2 separate regions of the Gossypium raimondii genome follow, and region 2 is linked to region 1. Evidence: chromatin contacts called from public Hi-C data. All regions are on one chromosome and are shown on one strand. Each heading gives the region's core, a stretch centred on a gene start, on an enhancer-like site or on the middle of the called end of the contact. The rest is flanking DNA. Distances are from core to core; before and after follow the strand shown. Region 1 holds the start of LOC105774026 (probable methyltransferase At1g29790). Region 2 holds the start of LOC105772966.

Region 1 (6,757 bases), core at 1,364-3,863:
CAGAATCAGTTTAGCCTGATAACCCCAAAGGAAGAAGCCTTACCATTTACATGCTTTTCTGGTGCAGAGATATGTGTTCTGAAGCTTCCACCCATAAAACTTGTTGAAATTTATACAGTCCTACTCTGGAAATCACTGACCCAAGTTTCGATGCCAAATGGTTGGTTTATTCAGTACATATGCCATACAATTCACTTTTCAATAACACAACTCAACGCTACTAATAATATCATATCATCACAATCATGTTCTCGCGTTTCTACACTAGGAATGGGAAACTATCCAATTTCCTTCAAGGGTATTGCTCAACATATTATGGGTATTCAAATATGAGTATGAGGTATACTTTCACTGAATATATATTAAAAAGATCGAGGTATAATTCCCATGTCTAGGTAACATAGGCGAGAATAGAGCAAATTTATACAATTTTAGATGAAGGACAGAGTCAAGAAGAGATAAAAGGCAAAGCTTCAACAGTATGAAATGCCAAGTACCATTCAGGTTTCGCAAATCAACATCAGATAGGTTGGAAAGTAGGACATTATGGAAACGAGAGTGGATTATGGCGTAGCTTTATATCAAAAGGCCTTCTCAAATATTATGACCTCAACTCAGATGGTAAAAGTACCATAGAAGCCTTTGTATTAAGAATCAGATTGCATTTTGCTCCCTTTACTCAAAAAATAGACAAATTAGTTCTTGTACGTTAGATCAAAGAGCAAACTGATTATTCTGTTAAAAATTTCATCTATTTTTACTATTTAAAACTGACATGACTAATGAAATAACCAGAGTTACACGTGACGTGCCATATGTATTTTATTCTGACATACAGAGGCTAGTTTTTAATAGTTGATTAAGTTGTGACAAAATATAATCCGCCTTCTAGTACAAAGATACTTTCACCTAACTCAGACCATTACAGCAACATATCCTCAAAACACACGCAAAAACAGAAGGGATTGTTGAATCAATTACAAGTTCAAATGCAAAGGCTAAGATTGAGATATGAAAACTTGTAGCATTAGCTCAAATTTCGGTATAGACAGAAAAGCAACACATTCATTCATTATGACCTTAAACAACAACAATTCACAGTATTGTAATACTAGATAGGATCATGTCATTTCACTATAAACACGCAATGAAATGATGAATATGGCAGCCTAACCCAAATGTGCTTCACAAATTCAAGCAAAATTAGAGAAGTGGAAGCTAATCAATTAATTACCTAAAAAAAATTCAATGAATACTCAAACCTTAAACCCCCAATCATCACCTTGAAACAGGCTTCTGCAGCACAGCAGTCAAGTAAACTTCCCCATTCTTCAAACCACTTGGATCAGTCTTATTAGCCACTGCCCACTTCACTTTCTTATACCCAAGTTTCCCAATCATTGGCTCATAAACTTCCTCTAGATCCATTGCTTTACTAAAGAACCGATCCAACCACAAGTACCCACCTCCTCTCAACACTCTGTCCACATCATAAAACATAAACTCCATCACCGGCAAGGGTATCCATCGGTTCACTGCCCTCCCACACCGGACCAGATCCATCGTCCCGTCGAAAACCGGTAGCCTCTGCTGCAACGGCACGTGTAAAGGCACCAACCCTCTTGCTGCCACGGCTTCACTGTAAGGCGCATTGACGTTCAATGTGGTGGTCAGCATCGTGACGTTGTAGAAAATTTTCATCAAAGCAGCGAAGGTTCCAGTTCCACCGCCTATGTCAATGCCAAGACGGATCACAGAGTTAGCTGATTTAGCCAATTGCATGAACCGGTTAACGGGAAGGTCGAGCTCGGAAGCGTATTTTAGAAGGGATGAGCGTCGGGCGTTGAGATCGAAGTCTATGGGGTTGTTTTGTAAAAGACAGGCAAAAGATTTACAGGAGTATTTGGTCCAGATGACAGAGGAGTCGGGCAGGGCAGTTGGGAAAGGGTTAAGAGGAAGGGAAGAAGTGGGTTTTGGCGGGGTTTTAGAGAAGCAACGCCGCCGCGGAAGTGGGTGGCAGCCGTTGAGAATAAGCGTTTCTTGGAGGTCGAGATCATAAGGGCAAGTCGAAAAAGGAGTGTAATTCATGTATCTACGGAGAAGGTACGGGTGGCGGTGGCAGGAAGAAGCGATGGGTGCGACTTGGGAATGGAGGATGAGATCATGGGGAACGGGGGAAGTGCGTTTGGAATCAGAGGTGGAGGCAGTGAGGTGATTGATGGTGGCGCGTATGTCGTTGAGGTGGCGAAGGAGGTGTTGAGGGATATGGATAGGGACAGGGGGAGAAGGTTTGGGAGATTGGAAGGTTGAAGAGAGGTGGTAAAGGGAGAGTAGGTTGGTAGCCGCCATGGCTAAGAGGAGGAGGAAGTTGAAGCCCATGGTGAAAGCCATTGATTTGCGCTCTTCCTCCTTACAACAATGATTGGATTACTCTTGTTTCGAATTTCATCAGCTCTCACATGGGAGATTGAATCTGGAATCCAAACAAAAAGGAAAAGGGTGTTTTGTTGCAATTCTTACTATATTTGTCAATGCAATTTGGTCAACATCTCTACTCGTACTCACAAATTACACTTCGGGTGGGTCACCATCTCATCTTCATTAAGACAAGATTTTCTTCCTTTACTATCACTGAATGTGGAGATGTTCATTCAATTAACCAAAGTTTCTTTATATATTTTCAAGCCACTAAACGAAATTATTACTTTTTAAGGATAAGAAATCATTTAGTTTTTGTTTCTCAACTCATTATTTTCTCAATTCAACCCTACTTATTTATTTTCGACACTCGTATTTAGTTCATCTATTTCTCAAATTAAAAAATTCAATTCCAAATGTTGACTTCATTAAAATTTTCTATTAAATTCACTAAAGTGACATTTTAATTTTTTTAAAAAGTACTCGCATTGTATTCATGAAACAATAAAAGAGTATTGCAATGGACGTGAATTTAATATATAATTTTAACGGTATTAACATCTTTTAAATATTACATCATCATTTTAATCAAAATAAAAATAATCAGGCTAATCAATGACCTTGTAAAAGTTGAGGTGCGAATTATGTCAAGAAGTTGAAGTATAAGGATTAAATCTTAAATTTGAGCATAGTATAAAAATCAAAATTGAAAATAATCACCTTTAGCCTTTCAACTACAAATAAATTTTTTAGGATATGATAGTAAAATAATAAGATAACTATCACATATAAGTATGTAAATTATATGGACTAACTAATGTCATTAAATAAGCAATGACCAAATTATGTAAAATTAAAATATAAATACTAAATATCATATATGAGGATAGTAGAGAGATCAAACTGAAATTTTACTATTATCTTATAATGACTAAAAGGAGGAAAAATCATATCATTAGTTAATCTAAATAATTAGCACGGTTAATAAATTTGATAGCCGATATGAATATTTTAAAAAGAACTTATTCCAAATCATCATGCTAAAATAATTTTTTATTAGAATAATATTTTGTTTAAAAGAATTCACATAAAAAATTATGAGAGTAATTATTTGAACTAAACATTATAAAAAAAATAAGATCAAATTATTGTATAAATTTAAATATAAAGATTAAATCTTAATTTTAGGCCTAGAGGGGAACCACAATGATATTTGACCAATTTTCTGTAAAATGCAAAAAGGAAAAAGAAAAGAGAAGGTTTAAACATGTGTCAAGTAGAGGGACTAAAAGTGATATTCGACCAATATTATATAAAAAAAGAAAGAAAAGGAAACTGAACACGTGTCAAGTAGGAAGGTTCAAGGACCTTCCTTATAGATTTTTTTACAGTAATGGAGTTGGATGGTTGATTTATGTAAATATGTTGAAAAAAAATATTTGAAAAATTATGTTGATTTTCTCAAAATTTACTGATTTACTTTATTTTTATAAAGAGAAAGGAAAATGCGTCTTACAAGGCAACTTTTCACTTAGCTAAATTTTTTTTTTAGCAGTTGGAAATTAGAAGTTTATAGATTTACTTTTGCCCATGTTTGAGATTGACATGGTTATAGTTTTAAGAAATATTTGAATTTACGATGGTGCCATGGAGTTGGGTGACCTATAAATTTCATTTGCCATGTGAGTATGGAGCCATCACCCGGGAAGTCGGATCGCGTTGTAACTCAAGGTCCCAGTTGACGGTGATTATACGGTATCGGGTTGAATTATAACTCGGCTATCAAGGGATGGAGCATAAATGGGACTGTAGTTGATGGTGGTTATGTAGGCACGACAACGAGTTCTTTTCATCAGAAGAGGATGCTTTATAAAACTCAAACACAAGTACGAAGAAGAAAAGCGTAGTGGCGTTTCAGTATAATCAAGTAATGAGTCTTATCCATCATCACCGAAGGTAGTGATCTTGTTATTATAACCTATGACAGAATTGGGGTTTAACAGGTTATACTAACAAGGTCACTGCCTTTGGTGGATATGGACAACAAGAATTACTTGATTATACTGGAAAGCCTCTTATGTTTTCTTTCTTCGCACTTGTGTATGGGTTTTATGAAGCATGCTCTTCTAATGAAGAGAAACTCATTGTGGTGCCTGCATTAGCATCGTTAACTACAACCTCGATTATGTTCCATCCTTTAACAACATAACTTTTGTAAACTTGAAGCCTTAGTTACACTTCAACCTGAGACGGTATAATCACCGTCAACTTGGACCTCGAGTTGCAAAGTGATCCCAACTTCTCAGGTGATGGCTCTATATTTACACTATAGGTGAAGTTTGTAGGTTACCAAGCTCTACGACATCATCGGGAACCCAAAAATAACTTAAAACTATGACTATGTCTCACTCAAAGCGAAAGAAAAATAAATATTTAAACTTAGAAATTTCAACACACAAGAAAAATAAAAACAAAATAATTTAGGATATTGAATTAAGGGTCTGGGAACATGTATTTATATATGGGAAGGGGCGAGGTAAAAGGGTTTTTTTTATCCCGAGAATCTTGGGTTGCAATGTATAAAATTTATCCTCAGAATCTTAGGTTGAAGGGGCTTAGAGGCAGAAGCAATCAAGTTGGCCTGGAGGTTGAAATGGACAGAGAGAAAACACTCCCTGTAGGTGGCTTTTTCATCTAACATGGCAGTGAAAACACTTCTTGTAGGGAGCGTTTTCCACTAACATGTCAGACATATGGATGGAAAACGCGTCCTTTAGGAAGCGTTTTCTCTTTGGCCATTTCAACCCTCAGGCCAACTTGATTATTTTTGCCTTTGAGCCCCTACAACCCAAGATTCCTTGGATACAAATTTCATGATTCTAAAAAAAATCATTGCGGGGGAGCGTTTTCTCCCCCACAAAAGAGCTCTATAGAAAGAACTCAAAATAGACCCTTGATTTTCCATACCAACCTTCGAAGCAGATTGTTCATCTTATTGGAAAATGTGCCCATATTGTAGTAAACATGTATCTGTTTTCTATTTATTTGAACGATGAATAAATAAATAAAGTTAATTTCACATTTCACTATTATGTCTTTTATATTTTGTATGCATAATGAAATTGTGACAATCAAATATTAGCTCATTGATTGTTTAAAGTTCAAACTGAAGATAAGTGGCATTGTACAAAATGTTTACATTGCAAGAAAGACAACTTGCTTCAGTAGATAATCTAAATGAGTCTGTAATCCCGTAAAAGAATCAAAGTGAGCATTTGATTCAAATACTAAGAATGATTATTATTTCATCTACAATTCCAATTAAGGAGATGGCTAGTCTTGGCTATCGGAGCAGTTGGCTCCACAAGTAGAGATATAGATGTATTCATTGGTAGAATGATACATTGAATTAGACCCAAGATGCATTAATTCCGAATCCATTTGTGAATTAATTCACTTGTGACCTTTATGGTGTGATTTACCTAAATCCTGAGTTAGTCACTGACCATGCGTATGCAACTCATGTGCTGTGGTATAAGTGGAGGCTTATGCTCTAAAGATGATTGAGCCTATAGCCAATATGTTGGGGACATGACTTGTGTATGACATGACTTTACTAGCAACAGTGGAATTCATAACTCAATTAAAGAGTTAATGTTATCCTTTTGTTGGCATTGTGTGGATTGATAAATATGGAACGTGGCCATTGGTTGCTTTTTCTCGAATGAATAATTTATCACAGTCATTTGTTGACAGTGGTCATATTAATCATTAAGAAGACATAATGGTGACAATGAGATAAAATATGACTGTATTGAGTGAACGAATTTAACTCAAAGGAACCAAGGATATCATATGAGGGTAACACACACATGACGAGGTCATTGGACAAAGCAGTTGGATGAATTATTTTCGTAAAGAGTATATAATAAGGAGTTTTCAATCATGGTACTTCTTTTGGACTGACTCCATGATTAAGTAATTGCGAATTATCAGAACGATGCTTCTAGACATAATTGTAATCACTAGAGCCTAATTGTATATGTCTGATTGGTCCCTCCGTTAACTCAACAAAAGCTCGATCGGACTGCATTTGAATTAGGAGAAAATTCTACGACTTTGGGAATAATTTAATTGAGTCAATTTATTCGATGTGGAATTAAATTAGGTGGTAGTGAGAATTGTTCAATTAGAGAATTTGATTAAAGAATTTTCTTAAAAAATTAAATTGGAAAATCTAAGTGATTTTTGGAAAAATTAATTTTGAACAAGTAAAATTAAATTAATCAAATCAATTAAAATTAATATGATATTTTTGGAAATTAATTTTCAAGTCAGA
Region 2 (6,757 bases), core at 1,432-3,931, 150 kb after region 1:
TGCTTTGAGCGTGGATCAAGCTTGGGTTCCCCAAGTAGTCAAGTCCACCCTCGCTGAATATTTGGGATCCAGCCTTGAACCATACTGCCTCGCCGAACTTGACTCCGTTCCTGGCTAGAAGCTCAGGGAAAACACATCCCAGAGCTCCCAACATGGCTCATCTGCAGTGGATGACTTCTAGCTCACGGTTCCTAGCAAAGGTCTCTGGGTCAGCTGAAAGTCCAGCAGTGTCCCAACCGTAGTCACCAGGAAACTCTGCGGTCAAGTAGGATGGAGGCTCACCGGAGAGTGGACCCAAGTATAAAACTCTATCAGGGCCATACCATGGGCTTCAAGAGGCAGCAGGCTTGGTGGCAGTTTTCCTCATGGAAACACGCCCATTGCCTTGGATTTCAGGAGTAGAAGGAGAGAACTTGACAGCCTTTCCGGCAAAGGATGGGGAAGAAAGAGCCATTGTTGCTGCTGCCATTGTACAATTGAAAGTGATAAGCAATGAAAGGAACTTCAACTGAGGGGTGGTGTGGTAGTTGGGATCGGTGGGATGGGGTTATTAATAATTTTGCAAGGAAAAGGGGTCCTTATCTTAGGATATCCATATCTCAATTCCCATTGGTTTGCAACATTTAGGAAGTTCGATTTTGCAAAGTCTACTTGGCACCTTTAGCCCCACTTATCAGACGTAGGATAATTGGGGTGAACAATCTCTACCAATTCTAATTGCTTCTTGTTGCTCCAATGATATTAGGCCACTTGTGATTCCGGATAGCCCCATATCCATTTGGAACAAACATCCAACTCTTATTTGCACGACAAGATGGAATTAATATCAATTATATCATATTGCTTAACTTTCTGTATCCATTCAAGGATAAGTTTACATTATTTTTTGTAACTTTTCTAACCTTGATCTGAACTGGACAGGTATCTATGGGCTTAAGTGCAACAGAAGCAAATTATAGTAATTAAATCGTCCCTTCTTGGTGGGATAGCCGGAAAAAAAGCAGCATGAACTTGCAAATATAAAAAACTACTTGAAATTAATGAAAATTATATGGAATTAATTTAAATAAACTATAGTTCTTATGTGATGCCATAATTGCTCCATAAACTTAAATCTTATCAACTTCAAAGTGTTTAGATGCAGTTGCAAAAACAAGAATTTTCTTCTGCAGAGATGCTTTATATCTTATGAGCCACTCAAACTCTTGTAATTTTTATTATGCTGCCATGATTTCAACATCACAAACTTCAGTTTCTCTTTGGAAATGAATGTATTTCTCATGAAAATTGTGGAAGGGCTGTTAATTTAATACGAGTCAAACTGTGCATTCAAATCTAATGAATTACAGAAATTTCCGAAACATTTGCCAGGAGAATGTGTGGAGTGAAAGAGTGCTAAGCGGGCATGCAAGAACAATATAAAAATCTTCAGCACCCAATGAAATGAGAGATACTGCATAGATAAGGAGGGGATTACGGAATCTCTACTCTCAAAACTCCCTATATAAACCTTGAGTATTTGCATTCTTTCTATCATTCTCAAAACCTTCCATCACCCAAGAAAAGTTCTCACTTCACAATCACAATGGCCGCGGCAACAATGGCCCTCTCTTCCCCATCCTTTGCCGGAAAGGCTGTCAAGTTCTCTCCTTCCACTCCTAAAATCCAGGGCAATGGGCGTGTTTCCATGAGGAAAACTGCCACCAAGCCTGCTGCCTCTGGAAGCCCATGGTACGGCCCTGACAGAGTTTTGTACTTGGGTCCACTCTCCGGTGAGCCTCCATCCTACTTGACCGGAGAGTTCCCTGGTGACTACGGTTGGGACACTGCTGGACTTTCAGCTGACCCAGAGACCTTTGCTAGGAACCGTGAGCTAGAAGTCATCCACTGCAGATGGGCCATGTTGGGAGCTCTGGGATGTGTTTTCCCTGAGCTTTTGGCTAGGAATGGAGTCAAGTTCGGCGAGGCCGTGTGGTTCAAGGCTGGATCTCAGATCTTCAGCGAGGGTGGACTTGACTACTTGGGGAACCCAAGCTTGATCCACGCTCAAAGCATCTTGGCCATCTGGGCATGCCAAGTAATATTGATGGGAGCTGTGGAGGGTTACCGTATTGCTGGTGGCCCTCTTGGTGAGGTGACTGATCCATTGTACCCAGGTGGTAGTTTTGATCCATTGGGTCTCGCTGATGACCCAGAGGCATTCGCTGAGCTCAAGGTCAAGGAGATAAAAAATGGGAGATTGGCTATGTTCTCCATGTTCGGGTTCTTCGTCCAAGCCATAGTGACCGGAAAGGGACCATTGGAGAACTTGGCCGACCATCTTGCCGACCCTGTCAACAACAATGCCTGGGCTTATGCCACCAATTTTGTCCCCGGAAAGTGAGGCTAGAGAATGATTTGTGTGTGATGTTATTTGTTGTGTTTGTGGTTTAAAATTGTCGCAAATCAATGAGAGAGAATAATGTGAATTTTATCTCTGTAATTTCGTTCAAAAAGCTCAAGAAATGGGGAAAACTTCCAGGATTATCACTTGTTTCATCGCATGTTTTTAGTTGGTTGGTGTACTTTTATTTGTAAATTCTCAAAATCTGTAATGCTTTTGGAAAGATTTTAATTATGGTGTTGTAATACCATTTGGTATACTGTCAGTAATATTTTTAAATTTTACAAATGAAAATTTTTTAAAATTATTGGTGTATCAAATATTAATTCATATGGTTATTTAAATTAATAAAATTTTAATTTAAAATTAATTATTATTTAATTTAATAAATTATTGAAAAAATATGTAGTTAAAATCAGTGATTTGGAAAGCAAAGGCGCATAGCAAGGGACCAAGCTTGCATCCGGCCGGAAGAAAGAAAGGAACAAAGAAACTTGCATAATGCGACCGCCATCTCTACACTGCAATTTCTTCTCATCTCTCAAACAGGTATCCATTATTCAATCGTATATGGCTACATACAAATATGTGCATGCCTTTTTATATTATCTGAATTCGTTTCCTCAAATTCTTACAGGTTGAAAAAAGATTGAAACTAGAAGAAGACCAACCAGATTCAGGACAACCCCATGTCCCTACTCAATCTTTAAGCACCCCATTTTACCTGCACTTAACCCACCCTTCCAACACCAACATAACCAACAGCGAACCCCCTCAAGCTTTCATGTCTTCTTCACCTCAGTCCGTTTCTACAAATGAAACCCAACCTCAGATTAATCCCCCACATTCCCCCACAACAAGCAAAGACACTGATGATATCGAATATTTGATGCAGCTTTTGGGTTTATCGGATAATCTGGGAGAAACCCAGAAAAGAGAGAAGCACAAAACTGTTGTGGGTGGAGGGAATTCTTGTGGATGTGAGTGTGGATTTTATGAGAAGATTGTTGGTGTTAAAGGGCCAAAGTGTGACAAAGAAGTGGAAAGACTGGAAGGTTGGATTAGATATTTCTCCAGGAATGGTAGTGAGCCATTGAGGTTGGCTTTCTTGCTTATGGCTAAAGCTGCTTTTGAGAGTGCTGATGATTCTGGGTTTCAAACCCTGGAGTTTCCTTCAATTATAGATGAATTTTTAAAGATTGACCCTCCTAAAGACTGACAGTCTGAGACATTACTAGGATTCTTATTCAATGGATTTTCTTCTTTTGCATATCACCATTTAATGTCAGAAGGTAATGGTAATATAAAAATACTTTCTTTTGTTTTGGACTAGCTGATTTATAATTGTACATTTTGCTTGGACTTGCTTTTATATATACTTTTGATTGGTTAATCTCCAAAAATTTATATACATGATATATATAAGTTTGTACATTTATTTAGATTTGCTGATATATATACTTTTAATTGGTTAATTGCCAAAAACCTAAAGACAAAAACAAAGATGCAATCTTTTTCATTTCTCACTTGTGAAGAGTAACTGCTATTACATATATTTATCCTTCCAATACATTAGAATCGAATGGAGTCTGCAGTTATGCTTCTCCAACACAGCAGGGTGCTCAATTCTTCATGAGATTATGGCCACATTTTCATAGTTATTTGCTTTTAGCTTCGAAAGGATAGACAAAACCTCGTTCATGTTGGGTCTTTCCTCAGGATTAGGGGAGGTACAAAACAAGGCTAGCTTGAAAAGTTCTTCCACTGCTTCCATTTGTTTATTGGAATCATTTGAAGCTAGCATAGGATCCAAAACTTGAAGGACTCCTTTGGTTCCAGTAGCAAGGGATTTCTCAACTCGTTGACGGAGACTGACTGGTAGTCCATCCTCTTCCATTAGTCCAGTTGGTCTTTGTTTTGTTAGGAACTCCATGACGACTATGCCGAAGCTGAACACATCCACTTTAGTTGTGACATTCCTCATGTATGCAAATTCTGAATGAGGGCAGAGTAATGTCTCAGTAATCCATTTCTCAGCAAGTTTATAAGCATGTAATTGTTTAAGCATGGTCATTTGATTATCACTTGATCCATTCAAAGATATGAAGGAATTCTAGTGTTAGAATAGTTGAAACTAGACTACATGCAACATGGGAGACCATATCTTTTCTCAAGATGCTTATTGAAAATATTGCAGGGTTGGAAATTTTTCTGGCACATAAGAGAAATGGATGAGTGCTTAATAAGTTGGAATAATTGAAGATTACCTGGTGCCAAGTAGCCAATAGTGCCTTCAAATGCTGATGTTGAAGAAAGGCTACTTCCGTCATGGAGATGGACATCCAGCATGCGAGCTGTTCCAAAGTCACTTACATGTGCGACCCAATCACCATCCAGAAGTATATTGGAAGGCTTCAAATCACAGTGCACAATGGGGAAATCGTAACCAGAATGCAAGTAACCCAATGCACTAGCAACTGAAATGCAAAGATCAATTCTCTTAGATAATGTCCAGATATGAAGATCCATCATGGAGCCATGTATAACACTCTCTAAACTTCCGTTCTCCATGTATTGAAGAATTACAGCCTTCAGCTTCTCACTTTCCCATGCATACCCAAGTACCTTGACCAGATTCTTGTGCCTTAAATGGCTCAAGTTTTTGACTTCTCTGTAAAAGCTCTTATCAGATTCTTTGGAGAACTGATGCAGATTTAAATTTTTTACTGCTATCAGCTGGCCATCTTCCAGCCGACCCTTATACACGGTACTCAAACTGCTTGCTCCAATAATGTTATCTTTGCTGAAGGAGCTTGTAGCATTTTCTAACTCCTCTTTATCAAACCTTCTTAGAACTGCTGCTGTAAACTCTGGTTCTGGATTTTCCAACTTGACTGGGTTACTCTCTTTGGCACGCCAAAGGAGGAATGAAATGGCTAGCACTAGGGTCAGCACTACAGAAACAGATCCAAGTATGCTGAGAATTATTATTGCCTTTTTCAAAAACCGATTTGAACTTCCCTTGCTGCACGACCCGAGAAATGTGTTTCCACAGAGAGCTCTATTTCCTACCAAACTTGACATGTTGATAGTTTTGAATATGCCATTCTCGGGAACATGGCCTTCAAGTTGATTGAATGAAAGATTTAGATGCCTCAAGCTGGAACTATTGGTGAAGCTTTCAGGAATATGACCCTGAAGTTGATTCTGGGACAGGTCTAGTGAGCTTAGATGCTTCAATTTTGCCAAGTTCTCCGGAATTTCACCATCTAATTTATTTCTTGAAAGGTTCAAGCTTCTAAGCATACCCGATTGAGCAAAAGCGTCAGCAGAGATGATACCAGAAAGTTTATTTCCTGAAAGATCTAGAGAAAACAAATTTCTGCAGCCTCTAAGTGTCGTAGGAATGACTCCTGAAATGTTATTGTTTGAGATGTCAATGGCTTGTACCATTTCCAGCATCCCTAGCTCGTCTGGAATACGTCCATCTAAGAAATTGTAGGAGAAGTTTAGATACAGTTGCATCATTTTCATCCCTGCAAACATGGACTTGGGAATTGATCCACTGAGATGGTTGTGAGAGAGATCCAATGTTGAAAGTCGATATAGACGGTCCATTCTATTTGGAATGGACCCATTGAGCTTGTTGTTGTTGAGGTTGAGATATGTAAGAAACTCAAGCTCTGAGACAGCATCTGGAATGGGACCTGTTATCTTGTTGTGCTGCAAGTCTAGATAAGTTAGCTGCTTCAGTTCAAATAGTCTCTCAGGTAGGGCACCTTCCAGAGCATTGTCATGCAGTGAGAGCCCCTGAAGGAGAGAGGCTTTTGATATTTCTGGTGGAATTCGGCCTGTGAAACCATTTCCTGCAAGGGTCAAGGTCATGAGTTGGCTTGAATTGCCAATCTCTGGTGGAATTGACCCTACAAATGAATTGAAAGAAGCTTTCAAAACCTGGAGATTATAGAGTTTGCCGATATCTGGTTTTAACAATCCAGTGAAATTGTTTTCAGCTATACTTAGGAGACGAAGATTTGAGCAGTTGAAGAGGTCATCAGGAATTTCACCTGACATCCTATTTGGCCCTATGGATAGACGTGTTAAATTTGGCAACTGTCCTAAACCTGATGGAATTTTCCCAGTTATCCTATTAAACCCCAAAGATATATACATTAGATGGGTACAATTGGCAATGCTTGGGGGAATTGATCCCTCAAGATGATTGACTTCCAGGCTCAAGTTCTTTAGATTGTAAAGCAATCCAAGATTTTGTGGAAGTCTTCCTGTGAGGGAATTGTAGCTCATTGACAAATATGTCAAATTTGTCAAGTTGGTTATTGATGAAGGAATCTCCCCCTTGAGCTTATTGGAATG

What was found. A called contact is a pair of places that touch in the nucleus more often than the background predicts.
Region 2: a Hi-C map of leaf shows a contact between it and region 1, with 2.9 times the contacts expected there. The contact joins the promoter of LOC105772966 here to the promoter of LOC105774026 in region 1. A contact is called at or near these places in 2 of 2 Hi-C or Micro-C datasets (both in leaf).

The regions. Positions count from the first base shown.
Region 1 is chr6:45,932,038-45,938,794 of ASM2569854v1, forward strand. LOC105774026 (probable methyltransferase At1g29790) reads right to left here and starts at 2,614. Exons shown (of 1, transcript XM_012596332.2): 1 at 1,046-2,614. The coding sequence starts at 2,391. The coding sequence ends at 1,279.
Region 2 is chr6:46,079,480-46,086,236 of ASM2569854v1, forward strand. LOC105772966 reads left to right here and starts at 2,682. Exons shown (of 2, transcript XM_012594503.2): 1 at 2,682-2,932; 2 at 3,021-3,776. The coding sequence starts at 2,885. The coding sequence ends at 3,602. LOC105772964 (chlorophyll a-b binding protein of LHCII type 1) reads left to right here and starts at 1,471. Exons shown (of 1, transcript XM_012594502.2): 1 at 1,471-2,538. The coding sequence starts at 1,586. The coding sequence ends at 2,383. LOC105772963 (LRR receptor-like serine/threonine-protein kinase FLS2) reads right to left here. Exons shown (of 2, transcript XM_012594498.2): 1 at 4,651-6,757; 2 at 3,871-4,378. The coding sequence ends at 4,014. It also overlaps the pseudogene LOC105772965.